Regions from separate parts of the Columba livia genome. Here regions 1 and 2 are each linked to region 3. The links are chromatin contacts, called in public Hi-C maps. All regions are on one chromosome and are shown on one strand. The core of a region is the stretch at or near the end of the contact, and the rest is flanking DNA. Distances in the headings are between cores, read along the strand shown.

Region 1 (4,116 bases), core at 307-2,806, 51 kb after region 3:
ATAGGCCGAGGACTGTGTGCTACAGTAAACAGCCTCTGCAGCTGCTAGGGGCTAAACCTCACGATATATTGCTCCAAATACAAACATTTCCACATTAGGCTTTGCGTGTCCTCCCCCAGCACAGAGCTGCAGCCATTGACCACGGGAGCCTGCACTGCATCAGCTCACCCTGGCTTCTCCTTGGCCAGCAAATTCCGGCTCTTTTTATGGCTGTGGCTCTTGAAAGTGAGAGCAACAACCTGTGCTCAGGTCAAGTGTAATGTGGCCAAGCATTGTGCAACCTCCTGCATGCGGTCTCAGCATTGAATGGCCAGGAGCCACGGGATGGCTGAGGTGCGAGTCTGGTGAGGAGGGACTTGCTGGAGTGGTAAGCAAGGTTGGGGGAGACGGGTGGTCCTGGGCAGCAGGGAGCTGCGAAGAAAACGGATTTGGAGGAAGGCATAGATAACTCAGGACCTCATTCTAGACACTCTGGATGGGCCTCCCCGAGCCCTGCAGAGAGGCAGGTGAAGGCTGGGAGCTTCTCTTGGCTGTTGCTTGGGCTTCAGGAAAGTTGCTTTGCAGGCAAACATGAAGCCCCGTGTGGGTTCCAAGTACAGTGCCCAGCTCCCCCGGGCAGCATGCTTCCTCCCCTCTTCTTCCTCCTCTGCCTTTTGCTTCTGTCTGCTCTCCAGGGCTGGGAGCAATTTGGTCAAGACTGCTTTCAGTGAAGTGTTTGCTAAACTTTGTCTCAGAGAAGGACAAGCCTGTCTCATCAGCTGGAGCCTTTGGCCACTGTTATGGTAAAAATAAAATCAGTTTCCATCAGCATCTGCAGGAGCGCTCACTCATGCCCAAGGGGACTCTGAGCTTGGCATAGCTGTTTTCTGGTCTTGTCTGTGCCTGAATCGCTGTGGATGTCCATCCTCCTGTACCTGCTCAGGTTAAGTGGATGGATGACAGGGCTCAGTGGGGCTTCGCCCCAACAGAACAGCCAGATGTCTGAAAGCAAGCTCCCCAGGAGGCTTTTCTAAGACTCAGCATCCAACGTGGAAGGTGCCTCCCAGGTACCAGCCCCCAGTTTAGAAATTCAGCGTGCTGTGCTGACCAGGCCCTGCTTAAATATGTCCTGATTAATTAAGTGTTAGCCCGTTTACATCAGCCCTCCAGCCCACTTGTCCGCTGCACAGAAAATTACCCCTTGATGCTGCGGGAAAGAAAGACGCCTCTTGCTGTTTGGCCGACTCCAGGCTGAATCAGCTGGCCAGGTGCACAGCCGATTTCCATTGCTGCTTTGAAGCTGAGAAGTATTTTGAAAATAATAGAGCCTTTAGCCCTGTAAATAAAAGCCATTTATCTTAGGATGAAAAAGTGCTGGCATGGAAAAATTCCAATGCTATGAAAGTCTCTTTTCCTGAATGTCTTGGATACTTGCTGGATTAGGTTCACTGGTATGGAGCTTGGAGTTATGAATGTCTCTTTTACAGAAAAGAGCTGCAGAAGGAAAAGGCAAGCACTAGCATGCCTGTAAGTGGGACAGAGCGAAATTCTCTGTGGACTAGCCGTTTCTGAGATTGCTTTTAGAGGTACGGTCAGTATTGCAGCAGCGAACTGAGGTGGCAGTAAATACCCTATCGTAATCATAGCCGTTACTGTTTCCCAAGGGTACGGTATCAGCAGAACACCTTATATAAACAAAAGTGAAGCACTGTTGGCTTTGCTCCGCACGGCTGTTTAATAACACTTTGTGCTCCATACGGAAAGTGTCAGAATGTTTTATAGATGCTAATTAAATTTGCCTCACGATGCTCTTGTGAGGTGAGGATGTGTTCTTAGCCCTCTCCTTGGGCTGAGCATGTATGCAGCGCAGGACTCCCAGCTGCATGGGGTGCACACGCCTGTGCTTCCCACCAGGAGACACCCTGGTGGAATGGGACCTTCTGCAGCACCTGGTCTGCTCCACCGCCACCTCCCTGGCTGGTTTCTCCCACCTGGCACTGTGGGTGGGCGTGGGAGGAGGTGGCAGTGGTGGTGAGCACGCTGCTCTGTCACCCCCCGGCAAAGCACAGGCTTTCTCCTCAGTCAGAATGGTCTTCCACCACCCAAGGTCTGATAAGCAGAGGCAGAAAACTCAGGTCCTCCTCTCAGGTCACCCAGGGTGTCTCTGATGCATTTCAGGACCTTGTGCCAGCTTGCAGTGAATGAGTTCCAGGACTTTTCTTACATGGTCAGAGACTCCAAATAGCAGTAGTGGGGATACTGGCACGGAGTGCTCTCGCTTGCATTGTGCATGCCTCTGATATCTTTGTGTGAAAGATGGGATGTTTGCTGCAGTTTTGCAATGATCCTGCCCTTCTCATGCACAGTAGCCCCAGTTTTGTCACAGACATCAGTGCTGGCCCCAGGGATGATATTGGATCTACCACTGATGCTTTGCTTTAAATAGATCCTAAGCAAACCTCCCTGTTTGTTTTTCTTGACATGGTACTGACTAGTGCTTTCCAAGAAACAAGGAAAAAAAGCTGATTCACAGTGGTAACTTTGACTCCATCTGGCAAAAGCAAACTGATCTAAATGAGAAAGGCACAGCCATGAAGAGGAAAAGTAAATGGGTCACTGCGAGAAGCAGCCTGTTCCTTCTGACCTAGCAGCTGCAAGTTACAAAATCTCACTGGTGCTTGGTTAGAAGACCCCTCCATTTTAGGATTTGCTCTGTCACAAGAATTCTAAAGGGCTTTCCAGGTACATGGGATCTGCATATGGAGTTTCATAATGGATTTCATAAATTTTGCTGCTCTGCTAGATTATTTTGCTTCCAAACCACCATTTGCTTTTCTGGTTTGCATGGCCCATGAAGCTGGTAGGCTTGTTCCTGTTGCAGGGGCGAATTTCTGACAGAATGGCCTGGGGAACAGAAGGGGACGTGCTGGTTGCCCCACTTCTCACCCTCCAGAGTGTGCTGTACTCCCCCTCTGGAGGCTGCAGGGTTCTGGTGGCCCAGAAGCTCAGAGAAAAGGCTGAGACCTTCTTCCAAGCAGGGCACTGGTGAGGACACTTGTTTTAGGGCTCTCTGGTGGGAGGTCTGGACTTAGGAGAGGCTCAAAGTGGTACCCTGGAGGTCTGCACCTCCTACACTGGACAGGGGACCTACTGTGCATCCTGGGGAAAGAAACTTGTGGGAGCCCCTCAGAGCCTTTCCTATCCTCTCTTTTGCTGTGCCAGTGTCTTCTGGCTGGAAGTTCAGCCATCAGGAGCCAAGAAATCATCCTGGCTGTGCAGTACTAACACACAGGCCATTGAAAATGGTCCCAGTGATTCAGAGTGAAGGAAAAACACTGTGCTCGGGCTTGGGTCCCTGTTATGAAACAAAATGATGAAAACAGGACTTTTTAGCATAGTCTCTAAAATCCGACTCCTCTGTGTTCTCCTAAAGGTTTGCTGGCTGGTGTCTGCCTGCAGTGCTGCCTGTGCTCTGTGGGGCCACAGGGCTCTCCACCTGGCTGCCCTTGGCCAGCATTCGGCTGCCAGAGTGCAGCTGCTGGAGCAAGAGGCAAATCCCAGTGCTCAGGGCTTCAGCCTCAGTGAGTCACCAGTGCTTGGCCAGTGGTGAGCTCAAGCTGCAGCATTTCGGTAGACCTTTCTGAGCCTCTCCCTCTGACCACCCACAGGTGCTTGAAGATGTGGTCTGGTTTGCCTGGGAATGGGTGTTCGGGCTGGGTTATTCTACCAGCAGGAAGCTGACTTGGGAAGTCTTCATGTGAACAGCTGTGATCTGCTCAGGTTTAGATCTGAGTCAGGGGGAGTCCAGGTGGGCATTACTGCTGCTGGTTGCAGCCACGCTGGGAGAGGCAACAGCACACGGAGATGCAGTGAGGGCTCCAGGTGATCTTCCCTCTCCCTCAGCTGGAGGTCTGAACTGGCCTCTCCATCCCTTTGTGAAGTGGCCACTCTGAGTAGTCCACATCTAAGTCCATGAACTTTGCTTAAGGAAGAGGTGGAAATCTAGTCTTAGGGAGAACACTGTGCTTCAGAGGTAATTATTTTCATGGCAGGCAGAGCCAAACCCGATATTGCAACACATGCTGAAACATGGATGTACTTGATGGCTTCATCAGGTCTGGATCTAAATTTTGTGAC
Region 2 (4,773 bases), core at 1,857-4,356, 46 kb before region 3:
AGCAGTGAAGAGCAGGACATTGGGACAGTGACACAGGAAGGGAGAAGGTAAGGTTTAGGATAGAATGATTGTTTTGGTAGTTATTGAGTGGGTATTTTGTTTATCTGAATTATGAAGCTCTAAAGCTCGGTCCTTTTCTACATCACATTCTTTTTAGACTGGCTGGCTAGTTGCTAGTTTCATCAGGAAAAATCAGACCTCCACCAACCATAGACCTGCTTATAAATCATGAAACCTACCCAAAGAAAAAAGAAAGTATTAAAGACACTCTCTATAATTGAAAATATTTGAAGCACAACCCTCTCAAACTGAAATCAAATAACGTGATCTGTCGAGCACTGGGTTAATCTGCTGGCAGTCCTGCGGTTCCTAAGTGGCCTCTGCATTGCAAATGTAAGAAGCAATCCTCCAGAAATCTGGCTTGCTGTTTGGTAGCAACTTTAAAAAGAACTCTGTCTGTTCTGTCAAAACTTAGTCATCAGCTTACAACATAATGCCTGAAATTCAGTGACACCATCATGCAAATAGGAAAGCGGCGACATAGGTATTTAGCAGGCATAAATAAGGCAAACAGCTTAGAAAGCAATGCAGTGAGTCAGCATCCATCCTAGATGTTGGGCTGCAAACTCTGAATACATGACAACCTGATAAAATGGTTGAAAACTGGAGAGGTGCTGTACTGAGAAAAAATTATAGCACAGTTTTGAACAGCTGATCCATCCTTAAAAGCAATACAGCCTTCTAAAGCTTGCTTCTGACACTGAAAGTCCTCTTTGGATAGAGCAGATGTTATCTGTTGGCCAGGATGGCTCTCTCCTTTTTCTGCATTGGAGCCAGTGTCTGGAAAGGAGAGGAGGACATGCCTGTCAGGAGCTGGCTACGTGGTAGCCATCTATCCAGAAGGCCAAATGATTAGACTGGTGTGTCCTCCCACCCTCAAGAACCAACAGACTCATTCTTAGTGGGAGCTTGAGCTAACCACTTGGGAACGTTGGCTTATCTGGCAACCATGGAAGTAAATGCTGATAAGTTAAATTGGTTTTCTAAAGTGCACAGAGACACTGGGATGGAATGTGTTGATACTGGAGCAGTATCTTCCCCGTACTTTTTGTCTTAAAATGTGAAGCAGGGAAGACAATTGGCTCCTATGTAGAATCCCTCCTTTCATTTTGGTGGTTTCCAGAACGGTCTTTGTTATGAGACTGCCAAGGTCAGGAGTAGTGTTTTCTCTGCTAGGTTGCCCTCAGAATTTTCCATCAGGCCTAATCATATTTGTCATGAGGCTGTAGATCTTTTCACAGATGGGTGTCTCTTACCTTGAGCAGCACATTTTCAATAGAAACAGTGATCTCACTCTGATTTTAAAGAAATTAGGAAACAGATTGCAGTCTGACAGAACCAGCAATGGCTCAGACTCAGGAGACTTCATGGCCTTTCCTTTTTTTTTAATTTTAATGTTCAAATTCTGCCTTCCCCACTCCTGGTAATGTTGTAGGTGTTGTGTACTTAGTTTCAGGAGGTGACAACACAAACTTTGTTGCTGATTGATGCAGCAGGGATCTTGTAAATTCTGAGTATTCATAGGTCATCATAGTATTTGTAAAGGTCATCACACTGGGATTTTTGAACAAATGCTGCTGTAAGACTGATTCACTGGAACAGCATAGATTATCTTCATTTTGGGGAACTTAACTCCATTTTCCTTTCTTCTTGGAAGACCATGTAATTTTTGCTGTTATCAAAGAATATCACCCTTGTTGACATGGCTATTTAGGGCACATGCAATACAGCCGTGCTCTTGTGAAGCTTCACGGGACTTGGGGACCAAAGACGTGGAGCTAATGATTATTAGGTAGACATACTGTCCTTTGCACCACGGCCATGTGCAGTCTGCTGCTAATCACCTTTCATTGTCCATAAGATGTGCAGGTGGTCATTTATTTCCAGTGGGAAGCGCAAGAACAAAAAGCAGTTTGCCACGAGGCAGAGCTTTGTGGGCAGTCTTGGATGCCTGATGCAAGGCCTCTTCTGTTGCTTCCCAAAATGATTGTCTGACACGGCAGAGTTCAGGCACTGGCAGCGTTTTTGTTTTCTGTCTAAATAGAGGTCTGCTGTAGCCAGGACCTTGCAATTTAATGTCTTTCGGTGAACATCAGAATTCACATACGCCAAGATCTTTCTTCTTTTTAACTCGCTGTGTGAAGGTCATGCAAAAGAATGTGTTTGCTTCCCTTTGCTAGCTGTTTTGCACAGGTAGAGTGCCTGCCTTTTGCTATCTAAGGGGCTTAGTGTTTTGGGTTTTCTTTTTTTTTCAGTGTTGAAAGGTTAACATTTGTATTCTTATTGGAATACAACGGAAGTGTGTCATTTCAGAGGCACATAGTGGAGTTTAATTTTCAGGGCTGGCCCTGCAGGTAGCAGCTGGGCACACAAGCACTGAGGTGTTTGGTCCAACAGGATTGGGAACAGGGCACGAGCTCTGGGTTCAGGCCTCTCTCCTTGGGACAAGGTAGCGCTCACTGTTCCCGCCAGCCCATCATTTTGCCGCAGGTGTCCGTACAACAATTGCAGAACATGTGAAGGCTGCGGTCGCTTTGTGTGCAGCAGCAATGGAAGATGGGAACCTGCAGGCCTCAGTGTAAGCACCAGCTTTTCCCAGCAAGGACAAGTTTGCCTTCAACTTCCTGTTGGTGGAATTTTTCCCTTTCCCCCATGCCTTCCTACACCTGTTTTTTATAGACCAAGCGGTTTTGCAGTTGTCAGGCTTAGTTGTAAAGCACTGAAAGGAAGCTGGGCCCCGTGTTCAGGTACGGTGATGCGAGGGGGCGGGCACGGAGAGCCCGCAGCGCCCCCCCGTGTGTTTTGGCTTCCCGGAGCCGGTGCCACTAGATGGCAATGTGGTACTCCTGCCGCCGGGACTCCCCGGCTCTTTCCTATAGCGTTTCTTGCTTTTTCTGTATTTGTCTCTGCCAAACTGGTGATTGCACCCACCAGCCCGGCAAGAGAACAGAACAAAATCATTTCATAGAACATTACAGCTGTTGTGCCTTTCTCTTTTCTTTCTTTTTTTCCGCCCCCCCACCCCTTCTTTGTCCCACAGCAGGGTGCAGAGGTTTAAAAACCTTCTTTCTTAATTGCTCTCATTCTAAAAACAGAGAAAACACAGCCTCTTGGGAGCAATTAGCTGTGAGAAAAGCATTTCTCAAACAATTGCCAGGAAATATTGTCTTGACCGATATTCCCGATGTAACACTGTCGTTCTCAGTACTGTTATTCTAAGATACTCGACTGCAAAAACAGCAGGGTACAGATTTTAAATGTGCGATCTGCAGCTTACCACCTACCTTACCTTTTTATATCCATTTACTTTCAGTTTGTGTCCTCCCCGCGCCCCCTGCAGCTATTCTGTTCAGGAGAGTGAAGAATTATTTGTGACTCTCCTCTTGTGACTAGTGTATCGGGCCAAGGCTGTGATAAGACACAGCTGAAAATTAAGGTTATGACTCCACTGCCCAGCTTTCTGATTGAAATTCTGTGGCAAGTGTGCTGCGGAGGAGGTCAGGCTGCACGCTTACCGTGATGCCTCCCAGCTGTAAAGCCTGGCAGCCTGAGAATACGTGAGGTTAGTGAAGCCTGAATTTCAGTGGGAGCAGCTGGACAGCAGGTAGATGTGAAGAGGCAGCAGAGGTCCACTGAAAGCAGGGTCTCGAACAGGGAAGCCCTCTACCCATTGTTGTATTAATGGAAGATGGACGGGGCTGTAGGGTGGGGAGAGGCTGGCAGCATGGCGGTAAACCTCAAGCGCCAAAAGCCAGCTTTAGCAGTGGCTAGGAACCTCTGCCAGCTAGCCAGCTAGCTAGATGTACACGCATGCATGCCCATTTGCATGCATAGCCATAGCTGTTTGTATTGTGCGGTTCAAATTTTGTCGCTCTTTACAGAAATTCGTGGAGATTTGAGAAATGGGCCTCACTCTGTGGGACAGGGTGTGAACTGAAGCACCTTCTGGAAGACAGACAGCAGTGTAATCCTTTCATTCAACCCTGTCTGCAGCTGCTTTTTATAAACTTGGCATAAATACACGCTCAGTGAGGCCAGGCCTGTGTAGTTGGAAAATATTTTCCACCATCCAAAAAAACAGAAGATTGGAAAAAGAGCCCAGAAATTGTGCATAACATGGAATGGCCTCGCTTGTGGTTTTTTCCATGACTTCCTCAGCTCATTTTTCTGCTGCCAATTTTAGAAGCCCATAAGTCATACTTGTTAAACTTTCTCAGTTAAAATGTAACTCTAAGAACAAAGTCATATGATATGTTGCAGCCAAAGAATCCTTCCAGAGCCTCTGACTGGAGAAAAGCTACCCCAATCCGGCCAATTTGTGAACCTGTGAGGGCTCCTGTTCCACCCTCCCTGGTGACAGCTTCCGCGTGGGCTTCAGCGAGCGCTTCTCCCTGCTTTTGCTGGGCTAGACAGGCCCATGGTGGGTTATCTTGCAGGACGGTCATTGCAGAAATTCCAGCTGCTCCTCTAGAAGGGCTTCGGCAGGAGGCAATGCAGAGGAGACTGCAAGGGGAGGCAGCACAGGGGCTGGCGGGGTCCAGCAAAGGAGGGTTGAGGTGCCATTGTAGGAAGGTGCTGCTGCTGTCAGGGTTGAGGAGACAGCAGTTTGCTAAGAGCGAAAGTGAATTTGCTGGAGGGTTTGAAAAAAGGGCATCCTCACTTCAGTGCGTTTTTAAGCGTTGAATCAATGTGGAAATACTTGCATGCCAGGAG
Region 3 (4,253 bases), core at 1,682-4,181:
CAAACAAATAATCCACTCTGCCTCTTTACCTTTCCTATTAATCCTCTCTGACAAAATCAATGTACACGGACAGTGTTACAGTACGAGGACCTTACTGCACCCCCACCAAATCAGGGATACTAAATTTACTGGAGAAAAAGAATTGGTGTATGTTAATCTGAGAGCAGCTCTCGGTTCTTCTTTCTCTGGGCCTGACCATATGACTTTCTTCACAATCTGAGTGTTAACTGTGAGAAGAAAGGCTGCAAAGTGTGAGGTTTAGATAAGTGCCTGTGTGCATTGCGATTGTGTGGTTGTCATGAAGTGTACACAAAGGTAAATGGCTCAGCCAGCAGATTTCAGAAGCAGGAGTGGAAGAATAAAGTTCATGGCTTGTTTTTGTGACAGTTTGTCCTCCCTCACTGGCTGGGCCATAAATGAAAACAGAAGTTGAGCTGCTGGCAGGGTTTCGGAGCAGGCTGCAGGTACCCTTCAGGAGATCAGCACTGGGAGTTCCAGGCAGGGAGTTTATGATTAATTTTGCAGGCATTTATTGTGCAATGCGAGATGGCCAACAGCCAGCTCAGAAGTTAAGCCAGAAGATGACTGTCAAATGAAACTGTTACGTTTGGCAGATCTTTCCAAAGCTGCTGTGCAAAACAGGCATACTGAACCTGATTTCTGGATTTTCCAGCCCTTCTGTATGGCATATTCTTGTACAGCAGTCTTCTTCGTTTTCCCCTTTTTGGCAGAGGAATAAGATTTGACTTGCAGACACATGGATTTTAGGTCAGGATTTATACTACAGGCAGCCCTCTTTGTGCCTTACCAGCAAACCTCTCCTGGTAATTGCTCCTTTAATGATCTTACAAGGAACCAGCTCTACTTCACTTGGCTTTCTGAAAACAAACCCCTGTTTTCTTTGAAAAGCCTTTTTAGCCCAAATGAAGGTGAGGAGGAGATGAAAAGGCTGGTGGTGCGAAACGAGCCCTGCCCGTGCAAGCAGATTGCAATAGAAATTTCCCTGTTGTGTGGCTTACCCCAAGCTAAGGTCAGCCAGTTAACTCTGTTTGGACACCATCTGGCATGAATACTTCAATGATAAAGCTTAATGTGTAACTGAGGGCTTTTTTTTTTTCTTCTATGTCAGCAGTTGGCAAGAAGATACTGTAAATAAGGCTCCCTGTGAGTAAATAGATATGTGTGGAGAGAGGAGGGGAGCACCGCAGTAAGCAGTTTTGAAATTCATGCCAGTGTTGCTTCAAGTGATAAGGTTATTTGAGTAACCTGCAAACCATACGGATGCACAGGTTTCAAAAACAGGAAAGTGTCTTGTTTAAAAAACCTTCCGAGGCAACGCAAGGGCTTAGAAAAGAAACTGTCTTTGTGGTTAAGTGATTGTACTTCCTTATTGATATAAGGATTGAGGCGGTGCAAGGCCTGCCGGGACGGCGGGGCTGCGGGCGGCTGCGATGGCCACGTTTGCACCCGGCCAAGGGGCTTTCTGGAGGGATGAGAAATCTCAAAATTTCCCTTTTCATTTCCTCTTTTGGCAAGTCAAGAGGATTTTTTTTTTGTCACTCACTTTTTCAGTAATGTAGTAAGAAATAAGTAGGTAGTCCAAGCGGGCTGACGTCCTTAGAGGATGCTCTGTTTCTGAGCTCACCCCATTCCTTCTCCTGGCAGATCCTGCCCTGCTGCAGGTCACAGAATCATAGAATCATAGATCCTGTATCATGCTGGGCTGGCTGGTGCTCACCACCAGCTGCTCCTAGCACCACCAGCCCAGCACCCGAACTGGGGTGCCTTTGGAAGGGCAGGGCACAGTGCCTTTCTGAGGGCTTTAAACATCGACGTGCAGAATTTGCTGATGCTTTCGGAAAGCCTGATGGCTGCATTTCTCCATAGATAAAACAAAGCCACATACTTTCTGTTTGACCTTTGTTTTGGATTAAGAAAATGAGCCCGTGAGAGCTGAGGTTAAGTTTCCATGGGAGAGAGAAATGCAAACGCCTGCGCGCACGTGACTATGGATGCGCACGTGCCTTGCTGAACACAGCGTGACCCCTGCTTGTGTTGGCAGCACGCTCCTTGGGGGTTTACAGAGCTGGTACCTAGAAAACGCAACTCTTTCGTACCTGAAATGACATAGCTAACACTCCTCCAACGCACTCTGCTATTATATATTAGACAGGAATAAAAGCGCAAAGCTGGGCTGCAGGTTTTATCTTCCCCAAGGTGTGTGGTTTCCAGGGGAGGTTGTGCTCGTTCCTGTCGAGTTTGGGTATGTCTGCTCTTCAAGCACTTGGGGTTTGACAGGGACTGGAGGGATCTCTTCTCAGAGAGATGCCTCTTATCCCCTTGGAAACAGGGGGGATATTTCAGTCCTACCCTGGGTTCTTCTCCCCGTCTTCCAGGACATGGTCCCTAGCTGGTTTCCTCACTGGCGGCAGCTGCAGTGCCAGCCACAGCAGTGTTACAGCAGAGATGGCTTTGGCCCATCAGGTTCTGTATTTTGATTGCTTTTTAAGCGACATGTCAATGGCTTCTCAGTCAGCTTGCAGCAAAGAAAATATTTTTAAAACTTTAGGAAATTAACTTAACTAGACCTGGAGCAAAGTTTTTTGGCTAGAAATTCAGGCTCCAGCCAACACAGCAGACTTTTGCCAACTCATTGCCTCGGTCCTTAGAAGCCAGCAACGAAAAGGGAGAGAGAAGGAAAAAAATCCCCTCCATTGCCCATTAGATTTAATTGTGCTTTTTTTGTAAGCCTCATAAATCCTGCCCAAATCACGTCATCAAGCCGCAGGGAAACTGAAACCTGGCCCAAGGCAGGAGCCAGCAGGGCTGTTCAAGCTGGAAGGGTTACATTCAGGGACAAGCTTAATGCACTGCAGTCTTGTTTTGAGTGGGAATGTGCTCCTCTGTGTGTGTGCAAGAGAGGTATTGGGTGCGGGACACAGTTCTGCCTTTTTCCTCTTTGGATGTCAGAAAAGCTACAAGAGGAAGAGCAGCACGAGTGGAGGCAAAGCAGACATCCTCACCACCGCCCCCGAGAGCCTTCCCAGTGTTTTTCCTCTTGCATTGCAGCAAGGGGGAGCAGGAAGGGAGGGACAGGGACTTGCACTGAACAGGCCCGTCCAAGCATTTTATTTTTTCCTTTGAACATCAGACAGGCTGAGGGAGGAGGATTAAAAAATAAAGACATCTAAACTGAGCTCCCGAGGGTTTTCTTCCCCTTTGCTCCTGTGGCGTTTTCTTATAATTTTTTTTGCATGTCCCTCCCAGCTAGGAAGAGAAACGAGAGTTTCAGCTTGGAGGCAGAGCCTCTTTGCTGCCTCCAGCATGGGTCCTCAGCCACAGCTCTGCCAGATGCAGGGCAGGTGATGCCCAGCTGGGAGCTCAGTGGCATCTCCCCAAGGAAAATCAGGGCCTCCTCAGCCCCGGCCAGCCAAAACAGCACCATGTGTGCGTGAAAGGGTCTGCAAGGTTCAGCAAGTGCATTTTGGGCTTTTCACCAGTGGGGCTGAGAGCAGGATTTGGTCAGAAGCAATGGCTGGCACTGGGCAGGGGCACGGTCACTTGCCCATGAAAGAGGGGTGTCACATCACACCCTGCTGTGCAGCTCCCTTCACCTCCAGGGCAGGCAGCACGGGCATGCTCCACAGCTCCTCTTCTCTCCAGAAGGAATACCACCCATTGCAGCAGGCTTTGATGGGGGCTGAGCTATGGGCAGCAGTGTTTAGTCGCCCATCTACAGACTGCAGCAGAAGCTGAAAATGTTTGCTTCATTTTATTTGGCTTTTTTTTTTCCCCACCTCGCTCAGTAAAATATGTGTAAAAGCACAAGGGTAAGGCTCCCTCCTGCCAAGCGTCTGTGTGAGCCCCTTCAGCTCTGCAGAGTCCCAGCACCCTGACCTTTGCCTTCGGTCGGGCTTTTTTCAGATTCATCATTATTTTGGCTGCGTTTGTGCTGCGGAGGAATGCAGGTGTTTCCTCTGTTCCCACCAGTGCACCCATGCTCTGATTTCTGAAAGGCTGGGGAGGCTGCTCATGCATGTCCTGTCATGCTCAAGGAGGCATTTGAGGAAAATGTGGATGCAGTTCAGGCAGATGACCAGGGAAACAACACATTTGCATGCACTTGCATATAAGTATGATTTAGGCAGGCAACGTGCCGAGCTTGCTTGAAAATCTGGCCCATGTTTTTCCACTTGTGGGTTGGTTTTTTGTTGTTGTTTTTGTTGTTTTTTTTTTTTTTTTTTTTAAACTTA

The links. A called contact is a pair of places that touch in the nucleus more often than the background predicts.
Region 1: a contact with region 3 is called in a Hi-C map of crop, with 1.4 times the contacts expected there. The contact joins two enhancer-like sites. A contact is called at or near these places in 2 of 2 Hi-C or Micro-C datasets (crop and liver).
Region 2: a Hi-C map of crop shows a contact between it and region 3, with 4 times the contacts expected there. The contact joins two enhancer-like sites. A contact is called at or near these places in 2 of 2 Hi-C or Micro-C datasets (crop and liver).

The regions. Positions count from the first base shown.
Region 1 is chr3:78,820,926-78,825,041 of bColLiv1.pat.W.v2, reverse strand. No RefSeq gene overlaps it. Among named protein-coding and RNA genes, the nearest start is that of IRF2BP2, 81 kb to the right of the region's middle. Within about 2 kb of position 1,556, at least 3 of the 3 cell types and tissues checked have an H3K27ac peak away from gene starts, as active enhancers do.
Region 2 is chr3:78,918,669-78,923,441 of bColLiv1.pat.W.v2, reverse strand. All of the region lies in intron 2 of LOC102093754 (a long non-coding RNA gene), which reads right to left. Among named protein-coding and RNA genes, the nearest start is that of TOMM20, 17 kb to the left of the region's middle. Within about 2 kb of position 3,106, at least 3 of the 3 cell types and tissues checked have an H3K27ac peak away from gene starts, as active enhancers do.
Region 3 is chr3:78,873,514-78,877,766 of bColLiv1.pat.W.v2, reverse strand. No RefSeq gene overlaps it. Among named protein-coding and RNA genes, the nearest start is that of TOMM20, 62 kb to the left of the region's middle. Within about 2 kb of position 2,931, at least 3 of the 3 cell types and tissues checked have an H3K27ac peak away from gene starts, as active enhancers do.